4 separate regions of the Mus musculus genome follow, and all the other regions are linked to region 1. A link is a contact called in public HiCAR-type and HiChIP or PLAC-seq data. All regions are on one chromosome and are shown on one strand. The core of a region is the stretch at or near the end of the contact, and the rest is flanking DNA. Distances in the headings are between cores, read along the strand shown. Region 1 has its middle 20 kb from the start of Gm34112. Region 2 has its middle 48 kb from the start of AY702102. Region 3 has its middle 43 kb from the start of AY702102. Region 4 has its middle 22 kb from the start of Gm52536.

Region 1 (4,922 bases), core at 90-2,589:
GATGGATGGATGGATAAATGGAAGTATGGATGATGTTTGAATATATAGATGGATGGATGGGTGGATGGATGGATGGATGGATGGATAGATGGATGAATGGATTGTTGGATAGATGGGTGGATGAATGGATTATTGGATAGATGGATGGATGGATGGATGGATGGATGGATTGATGGATTGATGGATAGATATTGTTGGATAGATGGATGGATGGATGGATGGATGGATGGATGGATGGATGGATGGGTGGGATGGATAGATGAATGGATAAATGGATGTATGGATGATGTTTGAATATATAGATGGATGGATAAATAAATGGACAGATGGATAGATGGATAGATAAGTGGATGGGTGACTAGATGGGTGAATAAATCTATGAATAGGTGGTAGAGGAATTGATGCATGGATGCATGGTTAAATGAATTAAAAGTGAGGAAGAAAAGAACAGAGATAAAGTATATTAGGGCCTATAAACAAAATGGATTACAAAAGCCAAATTCAAAACAGAAAAATTCTTGTGCTTTAGTTTTAGTCTCTTGTTTCTTCCTTTTGTTCTCCTAGTAAATATTATCTGGATCACAGAGCACATTTGGCGGTGTCCAGAGAGAGCTAAATCTTAAAAGCAAAGACTAAAAAGAAAGCCAAGGGAGATCAAAGGAAAAGATCCACAAAGGTAAAACAAAGGCCAGAAAATCCCCTGCACAGCAGGCACATCCACCCGGGCTGGGCAAGAACTATTCTGGCTTATTATGAAGCTCAATGTTTCATTGTTGAGATGTGAGGTTTTAAGTCATACTAATTCTTCCAAAATTCTGTCAACCTTCCTGTGTTTCACTTGAGGACTATCTTACTGACATTCTCTTTGCTGTGATGAAATATCCTGACAAAGGCCCTCAAGGGAGAAAGGTTGTGTTTGTCTTAGGGTTCCAGAGGGATACAGTCTATCATGGCTGGGGAGATGCAGCAGTGGGCAGGGAGAGCAACAGGAGGGTTGCTGGTCTTGTGGCATCCTACACAGAGGAATCACAGAGGGATCAGCACAAAGGGCTAGGATATAAAACTGGAAGGCCTGCTTCCGGGTCCCCACCTCCTCCAAAAAGGCTATCTCCTGAACTTTCTACAACTTCCTCAAACATTGCTGCCAATTGGGGAGCAAATGTCCTACGAAGAACCATTCATATTGAAATCACAAGACCTCATGACTACCAGGTGGCCCCTGCACTTCTGCAACGGGTGATAGGCACAATAAGTGATGAGCAGACTTGGAGGTCACTACTGGTCCAGACCTTTTAACCACAGGAAGTAGGCAGCTTCGGGTGACTGACTGAACGTGGCACAAAGGAGGGTGGGTGGTATCTGAGGACTAGCAGAAGCCGGTGTTTACCGTGTTTACCGCGGACTGTAATTTGAATGTGAAGTGTTCCTATCCGGTCACGTGCTTCACTATTTTCCACCCAGTGGAGACAGCTGTCTTGGGAGGTTACAGAATCTTTAAAGGTGGAAGGAAGTGGGGCACTCTGGGGGCGAGCCTTGGGGTTATATCCTGGCCTTGTTTCCAACTTGCTCTCTGCTTCCTGATCCTCCCCGATGTGGATGTAAGCAAGCTCCTGCTGCCATGCCTCCCTGATCCCACGAGTCTATCCCCTCCAACGCCAAGCCAAACCAACGCCTTCTTTCCTAACCTGTTTTCCACGGGGATTTTATTATGAGATGAGAAAGGGATAACAGCCTTCATGCAAATGCGCTCTTCTAAGGCTGAATTTTAGTCCTTTCCAGAGAGTTCAGGCCCCTGATTGAGAAAGAGCAATGACCAGGTAGTTTCTGTTTGGAATCGCATGGGGGGGGGGGGGGTCTAATACCCAGATCTCATTGGGCGAATTTGGGTCATGTGATTAGCTCTAATTGCAGAGAAGCAAGCCTGAGTTTTCCAAACCTCTGTCTTCCAGGGAGTTCAGGGGGAAGGGAGATGTAAATGGCTTTTGGAAATTCATTTGCCAATTTCCGCTGCCTCTGCCCATTATGACTTGGGAAGGGCGGGATAAAAGGCCAGTTCATCCATCCTTCCGGTGGACAAATGCAGAATGAGGTTCTCTCGCAAAGCAAAGAGCTCCACTCCAGGTAATGTATTATATTTTGAGCACTGAATGTTTGACAATACATTTCACGGCTCATTTCCTGCTACTTGTGAACGCTAGTAAACACTCAGAGAGAAAATACACATTTTTCATGTCAAATATCCTTGCGACTCCCCCTCCTCCGGCTTGTCAACAGTTAAGCGGACCCCTCTGAGGACAGTCTGCTCGAAATATAATCTTCTGAGACACTAAACCTTAATCTGTCTTAAAATTCCTGTTGTTTCTAGATAAAAGGTTCGTGCAGAAGTATTTCACGAAGCACATCCGTTTTCATGGTGGAGAATAAATTGTATAGTTGGAGACATCGTAGCCCGTGCTGAATTGCCCTTCCCAATCCAGCGTTTAAGAATTTCACCTGGATTACTCTCGCCATCGATCTAGCTAATTCGGTATCATTATTTTTCTCTCATCTCGGCAGGATTTATCCTTCTCTGAAATGAGCTTACGGCATAATAAGATGATCGAAGAGAAAAGACAATGTTGGTGAACCTGGTGTCACTGAATTTCCCACTTCGCAGCCAGGACTAGAACTGAGAAGCTTTGAAAGTCCCCCAATAGAACCGTTTTCTTAAAAAAAGGATTTCAACATGCTATGTTTCATAAGGAGTCTGGCATTGCATAGAGTAACTGGTCCGTTAACTTTCACTGCCAAGTGGGCACAGTCTGGAGTCACCTGAGAGGGCAGTCTCCATTAAGAGATTTCCCAGATTAGACTGCCATGCCGGTGTCAATTGATGGAGGAGGGTTCAGCCCTCTGTGGGCGGTACCGTTGCTTAGGAAGATAGTCCTGGGTGGCATAAGAAAACGTTACTAGCTTCAGGTCCCTACCTTGAGTTCCTGCCCTGACTTCTGTCATGGATAACTGTGGTCTGGAAGTGTAAGCAAAATAACCGCTTTTCTCCCTAAGGTTCATTTGGTCAGAGCGTTTTACATGGCAACAGCGTGATCCTAAGACATGGGCCTCCTGTAGATGCTTGGATTCCTCTTGTTTCTCACCTGCCCCTCCTCTTACACGTAGGATGGGAATCACCAGGCATAAGCAGCCTGCCTTGTGAAGTCAGGATCAAGCCATGCGGGTAATTCAGCATCTCCAGTATGTGCCCTCTCAGGCTCGCGGGGTCAAAGACTCGGCCTCCAGCTGGTGCCTGTTCCAAGAGGTTGTAGAGCCTTTTAGAAAAGATGCCTAGTTGACAGGCTTGGGGGTTTAGGGGTGAACTATATGGGTGTAACCCCAAGTGAAGCCTGAGCTTTCAGCTTCTTGATCATAATAAAACCCAGTACAATAAAAAATAAAATAAAAATATCCAAAAATGAAAGGAAGCAGGGTGGTTAATGTTCAATACCATTATCTGTTTAATCAGATACAACCAACCTCTCTATCTATGGATTCTACATGCCTTGCTTTAACTAAAAAAAAAGATTGAAAATACTTAGGGGAAATTTATATTTTCACTGAACCTATATAGGCTTTTTCTTTACATTACTCCATAAACATTATGACATAATCACTGTTAATGGCTAATTTGCATAGTGTTTGATAGAAACCTAAAGATGATTTACAATGCAGAGGAAAGTGGGGGCTTGAGAGACGGGTTCAGAGCCTAAATTGAAAATGCTTCTCCCGCTGTTAGGCTGTTCACAACCACCTATAACCTCATCTCTCAGGCGATCTGGTGGCCTCTTCTGGCCTCTGTGAACACTGTGCTCATGCACACACACCCTCAAACACACACCTATGCACACACACACACAAATATACACCTATGCACACATACACACAAACACACACCTATGCACACACACACAAACACATGCCTATGCACACACACCTATGCACACACCTATCCACACCCACAAACACACCTATGCACACACACTCACATACCTAAGCACACCCACAAACACACACCTATGCACACACACACACACACACACAAATATACACCTATGCACACATACACACAAACACACACCTATGCACACACACCTATGCACACACACACAAATATACACCTATGCACACATACACACAAACACACACCTATGCACACACACACAAACACATGCCTATGCACACACACCTATGCACACACACCTGTGCACACACACCTATGCACACACCTATCCATACCCACAAATACACACCTATGCACACACACCCACATACCTAAGCACACCCACAAACACACACCTATGCACACACACACCCACAAACACACATCTATGCACACACACACACACACACACACACACTCATAATCAGGACATTACAGAGCCTTCCTGGGCTAGCTTCAGTGCAACACCATAATCAGGACATTACAGAGGCTTCCTGGGCTAGCTTCAGTGCAACACCATAGTCTTTCATAGAAAGGACTTCTGGGTACTTCTTTTGTGTTTGGATTTTTTGAGACAGAGTATCCTTATGTAGCTCAGATGGGCCCCAAATCATGATGCTCTTCCTGCCTCAGCATCCCAAGTGCTAGAGTTGCAGCTATGAGAAATCACACAAAGCTGACTTGGGACCTCCTGGGGGATTTGGCATCCTTGAGGGGGTCCCGGAACAAATTCTTACTCAGATACCGGGGGACAAGTGTGTATCCAAAGCAATGCCAGTTGACACCCAGATCATTATGAGGACTATTAATGGCCTGGTTAATGTGCTTTGTGAATTCCACAGAGTGGCACATGGAGGGGACATCCCACAATCCTGGGGTGTGCATGAGGACAGGACACTGCCTTCCATCCTGGGAGGAGCGCGTCTCCAGTGTCTGTGTGTAGATCTGT
Region 2 (5,316 bases), core at 791-3,290, 500 kb before region 1:
AGCAAGGCATGGCCGCATGTGCTTGAAACCTTAGGCCCTGAGGCACTCATAGAGACAGAAGGATGGCTGGGACTTACTGGTGAGCTAGCCTACCTACCAAATGGTACACTAGAGATTCAATGAGAGACCATATCTGAGGGGACAAGGCAGAGTGTCACGGAGTGGACAGCTCCTCTTATACACAAACATACACAGGCATGTGTGCATGAGCGCACACCGCACCTACCCACAAATTAAAAACATTAACCGCGGAGGGACATAGTGGTGCCATCTTTAATTTCAGCAGTCAGGAGACAGAGCAGGTGGATCTCTGAGTTTGAGATGAGCCTCATCTACAAAGCATGTTTCATGCTACCTAGGACTGCAGAGACAGCTATGTGGTCCTAAATCAAAACTCCTCAATCAATCAATCAATCAATCAATCAACCAACCAATCAAAAACAGAACTTTAAGCTTTAAAATGTAAAGTTAGAAATGTTATACAGGTGGTCCAGAGAGATGGCTCAATAGTGAAGAGCAGCTCACTGCTTTTACAGAGTCCTGGAGGAAGTTCCATTCCCAATGCCTACACCAGATGGCCAGGGAATTTGGAATGCCCTCTCCCTTCCCCCACGGCATTCCCTTTAGCGTGCATATGCATGCCCATGTACACACACACACACACACACACACACACACACCATCAAAAATAAATCTTAAAAAGAAGTAAAAGGAAAAGTGTAGAAAGTGTTGGTAACCAAAACATTGTCTTCTTTCACAGGCGTTAGGGAGTTGCTCTGGCTGGCGGGATTATTTATTTGCTTATTTGTTTGTTTGTTCTCAAGCCTTTTAAACAAGGAAGCATTTCTGCAATGATCCTGACTTCTTACCGTTGATTTCCCAAGGTGAAATCAAAGTGTGTAATTATTTTGTGGGTGGATCTCACAGACGCCAATCCTCAGCTGAGTTGACATGTGAAGAGAAGTCTTGGGTTTTCATAATTACAAGATATTTCCTTAATAAACCCTATCTGATCCTTTTCCGCTAATAATTACATGTAATTATATTTACACGTGAGAACATTGCATGCTAATGGAGACTAGGGCCCTGAGGACTTAAGAGGGTTGACAGAATGTTTGACTAGATATGGCCAATCACTCTGTGTCATATAAAGAACTCGGAGAGAAAGGAATGTGTTCAAAAGAAACCAGAGCAGTGGAGAAACCCAGCGCATTCATTAATTGATAATATTTTTGTTAGGTTTTTGGTTTCAAGTGTCTTTTAGTGCCTGCACTTGAATTTAAATGTCTAAAAGGAACGGGTATTCAGAGAAAGAAAAGTAATTACACCCTGTAATTCTGATTTAATTACAAGGAAATAGATGTAACACGATGTGGTAAAAGTTATGATGGGTTCTTTAAATGATATATGTCATTAACATGTTAATTGGCATGAAATCTAAGCTCCCAGCCAGAGAGCTCATAGGTGAAGCTGAGGCCAGGGCCGTTTCGGGTGGGATCAGGGTTAAGATCCTGCGAAGGCATCTCGAGTGGGATTCTGTCCTGTAGGTTTCCCCCAGTCGTGTAGAATACAAAGAAATTCCAGTCCTGCTCTTAAAGAAACGAAACAAAAAGGCTGCTTGTGAGATGCTGGTGTGGCTAGCTTGAACTTGTAACTGGAGAGCCATAATGTCAGGGAGAAATTAAGGGGAGGGATGGGTTTTCCTCTGTCCAGAGACCCAGCCCCGCAACTGTAAAAATTGAGCTCTTCCCACGTCTTCACGTAACGATGAAGTGAAATGCACACAGATTTTTATTATTAAAAAAACTTGCCTTTCCTCAAAGACCCATTGGGGGATCTGTTTATTTTATTTAATTTTGATGTTTTTGGCGCATGGCTGGGGTTAGTCATCAAAACAGGAAGGGATGCCTCTTTATTCAGCAGAAGGAATTAGCCACGCTAGAATGAGCTTTGCTGGTTGGACGCTGTGTGAAACTCTTGGTTTGTTTTGTGTGCGTGTGTTCATGCATGCCACAGCATGTATATATAGAAGTCAGAGGCAAACCTCTCTCCTTTCATCTTGTAGGTCCCCGGGGATCAAACTTAGGTCCTCAGGCTTAGTGGCAAGCTCCTTTACCCACTGGGCTATCTCACCAGCCCATAATACTTGGTTGAGCTAAGTGCAGTGACACAGAGCTTTGCCTGGAGAAACATGCACAACAGGGTGAGGACGGACTCGGCGAGTCTCTGTGACAGCGGAGGTGGATGGGGCAGGCTGGGGACAGCACCCTGCTTGCTCCTGTTCTGTGCTTAGGCTTCTGGGCACTGACAGTGAATGATGTCATGGTTAATATTGATTGGAAGATTGACAGAATCTAGACTCACCCAGGAGGCAAACCTTTGGGTATGTCTGTGAGAGATTTTTCTAGACTGGTAATGTCAGGATGTCTGAGGCTAGTGCCCCATACAGAGATGTCAACACATGACCTCCACCACTTTGGCTGTGTTGCCAGACATCACAGGAATCGAGCACACGCACGCCTGCTCTCAGAGGCTAGCCACAGTTACCTGAACTCCAAAGGCCCCACTCAAGAGCCCTCAGAACAAGAGGTAGGGAGAAAAGCAAGCCGGCGTGGGCCATGCAGGCAGCAATGCTACAGTGTTAACTCAGCTTGTGCTCAGCATCCACAGTACTGTCACTGTCATGTTCTTGTCGCTTGACACAGAACACCTCTTTCGTGGCTTTTTCTACAAGCATTGATTTTATACACTTATTTTTTTGGAGCTAAGGTCCCGCCCTCTCTCTAATGCAGCATGGTCTTGAACTTGTGATTCTCCTGCCTGAGCCTACTGAGTGCTGGGATTGTAGACCTGTGCTACCACTTTGGCCAAACATTGATTGAAACACCACCACCACCACTACCACCATCACCATCACCACCACCACCACCACCACCACCACCACCACCACCACCACCACCACCACCACAACCAAACTCTTTCTCTGTCAATCAAAACACTCTTACTTCCTGGGGCCTTCTAACAGGTCAGGTCAGTTTTCTGGGACACCTCAGATGTCCGTGGTGGTCAGCTAGGACTCATTTGCCACTGTGCTGCTCTCAGATCTCATGGGACCAGAGGTGGGGCGTTCATGTGTGTATGTGTGTTCATTCATGTGTGCATGTGTGAGTGTGTGCAAGTGTATGCATGTGTGTGTGAGTGTGTATATGTGTGCCATTGAGTGTGCATATGTGTATGTTTGTGCATGTGTGCCTGTGTTTAAGTGTGAGTATGTGAGTGTGTGTATATGTGTGTAGATGTAGCTATGTGTTTTTGTGCGTGTGTGCCTGTGTTTGACTGTGTGTGAGTATGTATGTGTGTGTAGATGTATGTATGTGTGTGAATGTTTGCATGTGTGTATGTTTTGTGTGTGTGTACATGTGTGTGCATGTGTGACATATGTATGCATGTGCACTTGTTGACTCTGTGTGTTTGAGTGTGAGTGTATGTGTGTATGTGTTTGCATGTGTCTATGTTCTTGCACATGTGTGTGTGTGTGCATGTGTACCTGTTGACTCTGTATGTGCATGTGTGAAGTGTGTCTGCACATGTACCTGTTGAGTGTGTGTGTGTAAGCAGAACTGAAAAGCCAAGGACCTCAGCATTCTCCAAGCCCCCGCTCCCCTCCCTTCAGAGAGGGCCACCAGCTCATTTCGACTTAGATGCTCAGTGACACTGTTCTTTTCCTGCCCTCATTGGCTCTAGCTCTGGTTTTTCCTTCAAGTCTCTCAAGCAGAAGCCACCTTGGAGACCCACAGTTTTCTCCCAGCAGCTCCTGCTCCGCCTCTTGCCCCCGGATGAACACCCGCCTTCCTCACCTGCCACCACAAAGACAAGGAGGGCCATTCATAATTTAAGTCAGCCCTTTCTTTCTTACATGCACCAACATGTGCCTGACGCTGGGGGAAAAACTGAACTCTCTCTCCCAGGACACACTGAAGATCAAGCGGCATCTCATTAGGACGCACTTCAAAGACTCGCCCTTTATTTCCATACAAACAAGTTTAAATTATTGTGCGTGATTCTGCTGTTAGCAGGGACTCTGATCCATTATGCATGAAGCCTTGCCGCTCCGCTCCCATCGTGAACAATGGCGGGCATGCCATTAGCCTTCTCCTGGAATATGCTAAACCTTGGGAGTGGCCACGTTATTAGGTTAAAGTTCCGTCATTAATTATTAATTTTATTCCTTACTAGCTAGAGTGCTCTGGAGTATCAGACAGGTATTGCAAACTTGTAATCAAGCACAGCGGAATGCAGGCGGCAGCTGCAACGTCTTTATTCTTATTTAACATTTATCGAGCCCTCACCGTGAGCGAGGGACCGTGCCCAGTGCCCACCTTCTCTGCACCAGAACCTCACGATATTGCAACATTTTACATATGAAAAAATTAATAATTAGGGAAGAATCCAACTTGCCTATGGGTGAAATGCATAAGGGACCCCCCCCCCCCCCGGGACTACAGATACTTCCTGTCGTGGGTTCGGATCTCAGATACCGTAGGCTCCATATCTAGACACCTGGTCCCCAGCTCAGGGCACTGTGACAAGCTGGTGGACTTGAACACAAAGGGCGGGCGGACCTTTGAACTTTTGAAGGTAATATTCTAGTCCTGGCTTTGATCTAGCTTTCCCTATCTTCTCTGGTTGCTATACAAAGACCTGTACTGAATGCTTCCTCTAGGCCCCGCCCCCGCCCCGCCCCCACCCTACCCCCTAACATCGTGGGGCAGCTCAGCCACCCCTTCCATCCATGACAGACTAAAAGCCCCCACACCATGAACCCAAATCAACCTTCCAGTGGTTCCAGCCCAGTGTTCTGTCACAGTGATGAGAAAGAAAAGGAATACACCCCTGTTGCTAGCGCCCCCCAACCCCGCCCCATACACTCCTGCGGCAAGTCCTCCTCGCTGTCTGACACCTGAGGAATCTCTGCAGGTGCTCTGCCGTTTAGGAAGCAGGTTTGTGATGCCCACTGTGCAGATGAGCAAACTGATGCTCACGTGCTTGAAGGGGAAGCAGTTCACGCTCTGGCTTTAGCCCCTTTACACTTTAGGAGAAACCCACCTGCCTTCGTGAGCAGGGCAAACTAACTGCATTTCCGCTTCCGTCATGGTCGGGTTTGCAGAAGAGTTTAGCATTTTGACTTCAGCTCTATCCCTGGGTGTTACTTAGGAAAGACAGGCGTTTGCTGCCATGTTTCGCTGGAGTGGCCAATGTCCTCCATAGGCCCTGTGTGTTTAAAGCGTGGACCCCAGCTGGTGTCACAGCCTGTGA
Region 3 (4,941 bases), core at 1,701-4,200, 400 kb before region 1:
ACCTGAGCTCCAAGCCTAGAATGCAGGCGAAAACAGTGAGGGTGGTGTATGCTTATAACCACATCCTGGGGAGTGAAGGGAAGGCCTGGAGCTCGACGGCTGGCCAGCATAGCCTGCTTAGCAAGTGCCTGGCCAGTGAGAGCTCCTGACTAAAACAGTGTGCATGGTACCCGAAAAAAAATCACACCCATGGTTGAAAACCATGTATGAAATGAAGATGGTATCCCCCTAGTTCTTACTGGTGCCGAGACCTCGGCCAAGTTATGCCAACTCTCTAAGAAGCAGCCTGACTCCCATGGGAATGGGGCTTTTGAGGGCATTGGTGGCCAAAGGATGCTTGTTCTACAGAAAGTGGTCACTGTTGATACACACGAAGCGTGGAAAAGTGGGTGGCAGCCCAAGGTGGCTTCTGCAAGCTTCTTGGTCCAGGGGGAAAGGCAGATGGACTCCAGGAACAGCTGTGAGGTAGAGCAGTTGCTTGGCTGCAGGGTTTGTGTCTGAGCCTGACCACTGGTCCAAATCCCTATCCTCTAGGGTAGAACTGAAGACATAGATCATTCACATTTGTAGCCTCCAATGTTAGGGGTCCTCAGGCTTCTTAGCCCACTGTCCTTTAGTTTGGTCACTGGTGTCACATGGTCTACGCTTTCCTCGTAGACCAGCACCCCACAGTCTCAATAGTTAGTCACTGCTACAAAGTCATTGCATGGGAGGAGGCAAGACCCTCCATGTCAGTGGCCAAAAGAAATCTAAGGAGTCACTCAGACAAAATTCCAAATCTCTCTTCCTCCTCCTCCTCTTGTTTTCACTTAATAATACCAACCATTTTTCTTGACCCTTTGTCGTTCTTTTTGGGAATTAAAAACAGGATATGCCAGTATCCCATCTCAAGGGCTTGGTTGGAAAGAAGGGGATTCCTTAAGATAGAAGTGGCAGTCTTTCCATCAGATGGACAGACCGAAACCTCCATTCAGCAGGTGATGTTATAAGCAAGCAGGGGTGAAAGCTACCAACCCTCTCCTGGGTTTCAGAAGGAACTCAAGCAAGGCAGGGCAGGGAACTCTACTCTCTCAGTCCTGGCTTGAATCTAGGTACTAATCCTGGATTCCCAGATTCCCTACGCAATTCTCAGTACGTATGAGTGATATTTACATCCACAATATAATAAGTTTTTTTTCTTGTTGCGTGATAGAGATTCTGTGACATGGAACGTCAAAGCCTAACTGAAGATCTGATTTTGCTCTGTGTGTTTTTGACGGGGGTTCCATGGGCTGCTGTGTGGACTGTGGCCTTTCCTTTAGCTCCTCAAGGGGGAGCAACCACGTGGCTTTGCTTCATCCCTCAAGCTCACCCTAAATAAGCATCTACCATGTAGGCCAAAGGTTGGTAAAAGCTCGCATAAGAGATAAATAAAAGGCATTTTAGTTTTCCTGGGTGTATGTAGTCCCCACTGCAATCCTGAGAGCCTTAACATTAAAGCGTAAAACCAACCATGACATATGAAAGCAAGTGGTACGGCTGAGTCCCAATAAAACTTTATTTATAAAACAGGCAGACAGCCAGGTCTGCTAACTCCTGACTAGGATAGCACTGTGTTAGGTGAGTCAGGCAGAGAACCCGGAGGAACTGAGTACCCGAGGTTTGACTCTCTCTCCTTTGGCTCAGCTGCTTTGTCATCTAAGCAAACACATTCACTTACCCAGGTCCATTTTTCTACAAACGCCCAGCCTGACACCAGCGGTACTCTGGTTTGCTTTCCCAGAGTGTCTCTGTTGGGGTTTCTATTGCTGAGCTAAAACACCATGATACAAAGCCACTTATCTCAGCTTACAGCTCCAAGTCCCGAATCCCAGGGAGTCAGGGCAGGAACTCAAGGCAGGACCCTGGCGTCAGGAACTGAAACTGAGGCCCTGGAGGAGACTGGCTTTCCGTGAATTGCTCTCCCTGCTTTCTTACAGTACCCAGGGCCACCTGTCCAGGGGTGGAACTAATCACATGAGCTTGGATCTCCAACATTCATCATCAATCAAGAAAATGACCTATAGACTTCCTATTGGCCAATTATGTGAAGCATTTTCTCAGTTAAGACAGCCTCTTCCCAGATGACCCTGGCTTGGGTCAAGTTGACATAAAACTAGCCAATATACTTATGTTTCCGGAGGGACCAGATGAGGCAACAGATCTCAGAGTGTTTTGACTACATAGAATATGTGTTTAAAGGGTACTGTTATAATTATAGTTTTTCTTCCCAGAAATCTGTGAGCTTCTAGAGACAAGCTTGTATCTTTTAACTCTGAATTTCTGTTTTTTTTTTCTTAGCACATTCACTTTTATATACCAGACACACTATGACTGTTTGTTAAATAAAAAGAAAGCTGAAGAACGGGGCTGTAGCTCCGTTGGTGGTGTGCATGCCCAGCGTGCATAAATCCCGGGCTGATCTCCTGACCACATGAACTGGGTGTGGTGGTCCAGGCCTAGAACAACTCGGGGGATGGAAGGAGGAGAATCAGGAGTCAGAGTCATCACGGACTATACAAGACTCTGTAGTGTTGGGAATTAAACCCAGGGCTTTATGTGTGAGGCAAATGTTTTAATGGGCTATGAACTCATCCCAAGAGATAGTCAAAGGGCAATAGCCTTTGAAGGAGATCCCAGCATAGTGGTTCGGTGTGTGTGTGTGTCTCAGGGGTGGGAGGGGAGCTTCCTTTTATACCTGAATTAGGCACAGGCCACACCCAAACACTTGTTTTCACAGAGAGATTCTTTATTAAAGGGGGGAAGAAAAGTTAGAGCGGCCACTCTCTGTGGCTCTGGCAGACACAGACCGGCAAATGACCTTGCAGGTGCAACGTCTAAGAAGAGAAAAGGAGAAGGGCTGTTAGAATGGCCTAGGAGGCTGTGCTAGGTTTTGATTTGGCATGTTAATTAGGTGAGTCAAAAGGGGCTTTTTCATTGCTGGACTTCAATACTTTGATTGCTGGACCTTGATAGTCAGCCTCAGGAGGAGGAAGTGGCCAAATAAGGGAATAGACCTTGGTGGCTGGCTTTAGGAATGTAATCTAATGGTTTTTAGGGAGGCAGAGGGAATGGGGGAGAAGGGCAAGGACTGCCAGAGGCAAGTTGCTCCAGCTGGCCAGAGTCCCTTCAGCCTTTATCTGTGCTACTGTACTCACTAATTTAGACTCATGATGCAGACATTTGAATATGTAAATAGTAGGTTATATGAAGCAGGGAGAGGTGGGGATGGCAGTTAACTGGAGAAAGTGTACCCTATGCAAAGGGACCACGGTCCTTAGCTCCAGGGAGTCTATGTGGCAAGGTGGGCCTTCCCCAAGAGTTTGAGAAGTTGGAAATCTATGTATTTAACTCCATTTCTTGGGTTTTTAAATATTGGTAGTTAATTCTCAAGTCTAAAAAATCGATAACCCTTGTCGTCAGACCAATTGGAACTCTTGTAATTTATAGAAGATATAAATGGAAGTCATAATTAAAAATAATTAGAAAATCCTTAGGTTTCACTGTGGTACACCCCAGCCTGAATGAACGGCCTCTCCTGTTGCTGTAAGATCATTTAAAAAACAAGGCCCTAGAGCATGCCCTGACATCACTATTCGCTGTTTTTCTCTTTTGTTCTGTTTTTAGTTCAGATCTTCCTCTTTGGGCAAGTCTTCCCTAAACCTGCCTGAAGCAGCACTGTGGGGCTGGAAAGTCATGTGACTGGGAAACCAGTCTGGAGCAAGAATGAGGCCGTTTCCAAACCCTGAAAATTTTGTCCCGAGCCCTGCAGGCGCAGTGCTGTCTTCCCCTTGCTTTGGGCCTGTATGTCCACTACATGGAAGCCTTATGACCTTCACCTCCACCACCCTTGAGATAGTCCTGTAGCCTGGTGGCCGAAGTATAGGTTAAACTTCCTCTCTCTCTGTTAGGACGTGCCCAGCAAGCGCATGTAAATGAAGCATTCTTGAACCTCAGCCTCAGCCAATGATGCTTATTCACTGTAAAACCCCTACCCACTCCCTAAGCTTTATATAGCCCCTGCTGACCCTCAGATAAAGAGAGCTTTCTCGCTGAAAACCATCTCCAGAGAAGGCTATTTCTCCCCCACTCACACCATCTGAGTCCCGCTAACCCACCCACTCAGCTAAGCTCCGTTCCTTTCAGTCTCGCCCACTGTGTAACGACAGGTGCCTGGATACCCTGAGCGCAGAAGCTGACCTGGGCCAGCATGGCATTTCTCCCTGTTCTTCTCCAAGCTGCTTCTTTGGACTGGGCGTAACCTTCTTGAAGCAGCTCTACTACGATTTCCGGAAGACTTGAACTATCTCAAGTTCTGGCCGTCGTAGCCGTTGAACACACATGTGGAATGAGTCACTGTGTGGATCTACTGCATTAGACTAGGTGCTGGGAGATAGTGGGCTGTTTGGTGCCCAAGCGTGAGGAGCCCCCCCCCCCCAGCTCCCACATAAACACTGTCTGCAGAGTTACTGCAATCTCAACACTAGGGAGGTGGATACAGGAGGAGTCTTGGAGCTTCATGGCCAGCCAACCAAGCTAAATCAAGGAGTGTCCCAGGTGCTGTAGGAGACCTGAATACATACACACACATGTAAAAAGCTTGGACCCGTATACAAGCACCACATATATACAGACATGCACACGCATGCACACGCAGGAGCGTGCAGAAGATACCCAGACAACTCAGTCACCTACCCTGCGACCAGAACACAGATGGGAAAAGAATTTCCGTAAACAAGAACCTGACCATCAATATCAACCTCAGCCTTACTGACCAGCGACTGACTCCCGACACTGGGGAACATCCAGAAATCTGTCTACATCCTGGCTTTTACACGATGTCTGCGACTCAGCGCTTGCTAAGATCAGCCTCTTGGCAATGGCTGTGTAGATTTTTTTTTATGACGCCCACAAATTAGTGGG
Region 4 (5,010 bases), core at 1,022-3,521, 410 kb after region 1:
AAACTCACAGGAAAACTTTTTTTTTTTTTTACTAATTAAGGGTGAAATTTTTACCAATAAATCATGAGAGGTTCGGAGAGGCCCATGGAGTGATGATCAGTTCCACACAGCTAACGGTTAGTAAAGGAACTAAACTACACGCCAAGTGTATGGCTGGACACGGTTGCATGATGAGAAACTAGGACTTGGCTCAGGGATAGAGCTTTGCCTAGCATGAACTGGGTCAGATCTCCAATACAGCAAAAACAGAAAAGAAAAATAAAGATCAAAAAAAGGAAGAGAAAGTCGGGCAGTGGTGGTGCACGCCTTTAATCCCAACACTTGGAGGCAGAGGCAGGCAGATCTCTGAGGCCAGCCTGGTCTACAGAGTGAGTTCCAGGACAGCCAGGGCTACACAGAGAAACCCTGTCTCAAGAAAAAAAAAAAAAAAGAGGAAGAGACAGAACTGTATGTAGAGTTTCTGCTGTGAAGACAGGCGTGGCATCCTCAGGGCCAAGTGTGCACTGCCATTCCCCAGAGTGACCCCCCAGATGGCCCTCAGGCCCTGCGAAGGAGCCAGCCATGGTTGGAGCCAGCATAGGAAAGAGGGATTGTTAGACGGGCTAACACTGGCTGTCTTCACTTTGAAGAGGCTGAAACCTGCTCGTTATTCGGTTCACAAGGCTGGGTGCCTGGGCAGTCTCAACCTTGTTCTGAAGGCCTGGAGGATGCCAGCAAAGGCCCCTGTCTTCAGTCCATGTCGGAAGCCTGAAGGAGCTGCAGTCTCCTGTGAGGAAAGGACATGTCTTTCATGAACTTCCACTTTCCACACAGCCTGCTAACTTCTATCTATTAGGTGTTGGTTGGGTGGCTTTGGTTGGTTGGTTGGTTGGTTGGTTGGTTGGTTGGTTGGTTGGTTGGTTTTGGTTGGTTGGTTGGTTGGTTTTGGTTGGTTGGTTGGTTTTGGTTGGTTGGTTGGTTTTGGTTGGTTGGTTGGTTTTGGTTGGTTGGTTGGTTTTGGTTGGTTGGTTGGTTGGTGGTGGTAGTGGTTGTTGTTTTGTCTTTGGTTTTTCAAGACAGGGTTTCTCTGTGTAGCCCAGGCTATATTGGAACTTGATCTGTAGACCAGGCTGTCCTTGAACTCACACAGATCCACCAGCCTCTGCCTCCTGAGTGCTGGAATTAAAGGTGTGGGCCACAACCACCTGGCTTCTGTTTTAAAATACCATTTCTTCCCTTATTGCATTTACCAAATAGTTTTTCTTCCACATTCACAAATAGGAACTGAGACATAGCCAAGCCACCATTCATATTTATTGAGAAAGTCTAGTTTCCAGTTGAGAACCATCTTCCCCATCCCTTGAGGGCCCTCTACTTCAGCCTCCATAGCTCCTGTCATTTTGTTGCGTCTGGAGTTGTTCTTCTGGCTGTTGTTAGTTTCACCGGCATGTTTATATCTACGAGATCAGAAGTGGAAATTACATAAAATCTGAGGCCAGTTAAATAACCCCAATATCGTTCTAATATACCATTCAGTCGTAGTAACCAACTGCCCCATAAGGGCGTGTTAAGAATCAGCAAACTGGCAGAGCCATGAATAAACCAGTTTCTGCAGGTTTCAGTCACTGCTGTATTTCCATGGCCCAGCACATGACTAACGACTCAGAGAATAAACATTGCGGAGTGGTGGGAAGGAGGAACTAGAAAGCTGCCTGGTGCGTGCAATCACAGACTCCCTGGAACCCACGGGAGGAGTCAGTGCTGCTCAGAGGCATGCATGCTGTGGAGACTTACTGGAGAACACAAGAAGGGAAAGCCTAGAAGATTCTCTCCCCCAAGGGTTCTGGAGAAGTTCTAACCATGTTCACTCTGGAAACACTTCCGTGAGTCACCAGTTTTTCGGGATAAAGGAAATTCAATCTGGATTGAGGGCAAAGAATGCCTTCTACGGCCAAGATGGGAGGTGTTTCCTGAAGAGCAAACAAATGTCCCGGACCTTCCTACTGCTGTGGTAGACAGATAGGAAGAGGAAATGGGGGCAGGGCATGCTGGAGTTCAAGGGTAGGGCCCTGCATTGCCTGTGTAAAACCCTGGATTCTATCCAGTATCAAATAAAACTGGGGGAGGGTACTGCCTTGTGATCCCAGCACTTGGGAGAGAGAGAAAAGAGGACCGGGGGTTCACAATTATCCTTGGCTACATTGGAGGTCAGCCTGGGCTACATGAGATCCTGCCTCAACAGACAGAGCGGGAGCACAGTGGAGATACTGAGCCGGCAACAGGATGGGGTCAAAGTTCATGCAGCGTCTGCTTCCCCTCTCCAACAGGGACACCATCGCCCTCCCTCAAGATCCTATAAACAAGTGAGAGAAGCGCACCTTGGTCAGCAGCATTGACGTTTACTCTGTCTTTCTATAAGAAGAAAGAAAAAAAAAAAAAGAAACAAAAAAACTTTTCAAAGTACCTGATCGTACTGATCTATAAGGAAATTAAAACGTCGCTCCCTCTAGGCAAAGTCATATTCAAATTTTTAAAAAAAATGGGCTTTTTCTTCTCTGTGTTTGTGTGCCAACTTTGGGGGTCATCCCTCAGATGCCTTCCCCCTTTGGCTTGAGAAGTAGCCTCTCACGGACCTATAATTCTCCATGTAAGCTAGGCAGGCAGCCAGGGAAGCCCAGGGGTCCTTCTGCCTCTGCCTCCCCAGTGCTGGGATTGCAAGCATGCACCACCATGCCTGGTTTTTCACATGGGTTCTGAGGATGGAAGTCTAGTCCTTGTGCTTGCAAGGCAAATATTTCACCAAATGAACCATGGCCTCAGACACCGCCAACCCCTGGCCCACCCCCACCCCCACTCCCCCACCCACCCACCCCACCCACCCCACCCCCCCACCCCCGTCACCAGTCTCCAGCCCCACCTACGCCTCCCCCATCCCTCCCCTGCCTCTCCCACACACCACCACCACCCCACCCGCCCCCGCATATTTTAATTGGAGTAGACTCTGGCTTACAGTCTTTTGGCCTCTGGCATCAGCCTCGGTTCACGGTAGGGTCACGTCCTCAGCACCCCCACCACAACCCCGCCTCTGCCACTGAAGCTCAGGTCTGAAGGCAGAAATTCTCTCCAATAACATCTCCTTTGACTTGGAGGATGTAACTCAAAATCACATCGGGTGGAGTTTTTTAAGTCTGGAACTAGGAAACCCGGGGTCACAGCAGCAGTGTCCCAGCCTCCTTCCACCCTGTCATTTCTCCATATAATTTTCCTTCCCATGACCATCAAGTGGTCCAAAACTGTTGCTGGAAGTACCCGCTGCCATCAGGTATCATACGATCCGGAAGAATGGAAGGAGAGAGGCATAGAGTCGGCTCCTTTTAAATATATTCCCACATAATTAAACAAAAACTTAGATTCACAGCCCCAGTGTGCTGCAAAGGACTCTGGGAGGACTTGCTACACTGGGGGCTGTTTTGTGGTACTGAATAACTGAAGGTCAAGTCTAGGGAATACGGGGAGGGGCGGTTTCAGGTAAGGAAATTATCGGTTCTCCCACTCACTCCAGTATGGCTTATGCCCAGTTTTAATTTGTCTTTCTCTGCCTCTCTTTAAGTGCTAAGAAAAATAATGAGATATCTAAAGTTTTCTGAAACCCTGAAACCGAACTCATTTACCTTTATAATTTTCTATTAATCTCCTCCCCGAATTCATTTTGCATTTAATTCCGGTCTCCAGCACTTTAATTCCGTCGCTTCAGCCTTCACACATTAGCGGTCTCCGTCTTGTCAGACTTTCTCCTCTCTCTTATGTTCATTTATTTGAACTTTTAGTGGTCTTCTAGCCGATCCTTTATCCTTTTTATTACGAGAGCATGAAATTTTATAATCCCCGGGAGCTTTGTTAGTCAGCTGCTGCAAGGCTCTTAACCCCGGCTAATTTATTCCTTCATTTTTGACTTTCAGATCTGAAGCACGCCTTAATATTTTGTTTTTGAATATGAAAGTAACTTTTATTAAGTAGGTTTATTGCATTAATAGATTTTTATTTCCATTTTTACAGTTATGTTTAAGTTCCCGGCTAGTTACACTACAGATCATTTTAATAACGATTTATAATGCGAAGTGATATAATTTATTTCTGAATATTGTAAAAATGCTCATGGTAGACTACAGAGAAATTTTATAAAACTTCACCTGAAAGTCACATCCAAAGAACATGGATTTTTTTTCCAAACTCCCCAACCATTTTATTGATATTTATTATAAAAGAAATTCCAAAGAAAGTTCTCTTTTTAAGGGAAAACAAAAATTAAGATTGTGTCTTCTAAAATAGCAGGCTGCAGTTCTATTTTGGTTTTTATTTACCTCATCCTGTCTCCTCTCTGCTCTGACCTCTGGAAGGCGGCGGGGGACCCATATTTCCTTAAGATCTCCATTATTGGAATGATCAGTCCTCAGCTATGAAAAGTCTTAGCTCAGGTTACATCATCAGGAACAATCATGTCGGCATTAACTGAGACATATATGCGACGATAAAGTCATGACGGCGATTACAAGGCTCAGCCCGCTCCTCCACCTCTTCCTCCTCCGTGAAAGATGTGGCAGGGAAATGCAGACCGGCTGCTCAAGATGCAAGTGTTGAGCCTATGTTTGCAGGCCAGGAGAAGGGAAAAGCCAGGCATGAACCTGGAGAGTTTAAACTTCCAGCCTCTGAAAAAAAAAAAAGAACGAGAGCGACGGCAAGGAACAAATAAATTGTCGCGGGGGACTGGACTCTCCCAGGCTTCCCTTTCCGGGGGACTGGGCTCTCCCAGGCTTTCCTTTCTGACAACAGCCTGTGTACTTCTGCATGTAAGGCTCTTCCAGAGCTCAATGGGGCTGTACAGCCCAGAAGGTAGAGCACTTGACTAGTATGCAAACGCTCTGGGTTGGATCCTCAGAACCACACATACCTGGGCAAATCACACACCCCAGCACTGGGGAGGAAAAAGCCGGAGAGTCAAGAGTTCAAGTACACCTTAGTCTACACCACGAT

What was found. HiCAR-type assays count read pairs that join an accessible place to other places. HiChIP or PLAC-seq counts read pairs in DNA pulled down with a chosen protein or histone mark.
Region 2: an H3K27ac HiChIP or PLAC-seq map of large pre-B cells shows a contact between it and region 1, with 9 times the contacts expected there. The contact joins two enhancer-like sites. A contact is called at or near these places in 1 of 115 datasets of contacts at active chromatin or transcription factors (large pre-B cells) and 1 of 9 other capture datasets (embryonic stem cells).
Region 3: a contact with region 1 is called in an H3K27ac HiChIP or PLAC-seq map of embryonic stem cells, with 2.9 times the contacts expected there. The contact joins two enhancer-like sites. A contact is called at or near these places in 1 of 484 Hi-C or Micro-C datasets (uterus) and 2 of 115 datasets of contacts at active chromatin or transcription factors (bone marrow-derived macrophages and embryonic stem cells).
Region 4: a HiCAR-type map of embryonic stem cells shows a contact between it and region 1, with 5 times the contacts expected there. The contact joins two enhancer-like sites. A contact is called at or near these places in 1 of 484 Hi-C or Micro-C datasets (embryonic fibroblasts) and 3 of 115 datasets of contacts at active chromatin or transcription factors (embryonic basal ganglia and embryonic stem cells).

The regions. Positions count from the first base shown.
Region 1 is chr2:169,512,073-169,516,994 of GRCm38.p6, reverse strand. No RefSeq gene overlaps it. Among named protein-coding and RNA genes, the nearest start is that of Gm34112, 20 kb to the right of the region's middle. Within about 2 kb of position 1,339, at least 38 of the 459 cell types and tissues checked have an H3K27ac peak or open chromatin away from gene starts, as enhancers often do. A contact at or near this core is called in embryonic stem cells, where this site is marked.
Region 2 is chr2:170,008,670-170,013,985 of GRCm38.p6, reverse strand. It overlaps a transcript of Tshz2 not described here. Among named protein-coding and RNA genes, the nearest start is that of AY702102, 48 kb to the right of the region's middle. Within about 2 kb of position 2,040, at least 16 of the 459 cell types and tissues checked have an H3K27ac peak or open chromatin away from gene starts, as enhancers often do.
Region 3 is chr2:169,917,435-169,922,375 of GRCm38.p6, reverse strand. It overlaps a transcript of Tshz2 not described here. Among named protein-coding and RNA genes, the nearest start is that of AY702102, 43 kb to the left of the region's middle. Within about 2 kb of position 2,950, at least 16 of the 459 cell types and tissues checked have an H3K27ac peak or open chromatin away from gene starts, as enhancers often do. A contact at or near this core is called in embryonic stem cells, where this site is marked.
Region 4 is chr2:169,098,727-169,103,736 of GRCm38.p6, reverse strand. No RefSeq gene overlaps it. Among named protein-coding and RNA genes, the nearest start is that of Gm52536, 22 kb to the right of the region's middle. Within about 2 kb of position 2,271, at least 4 of the 459 cell types and tissues checked have an H3K27ac peak or open chromatin away from gene starts, as enhancers often do. A contact at or near this core is called in embryonic stem cells, where this site is marked.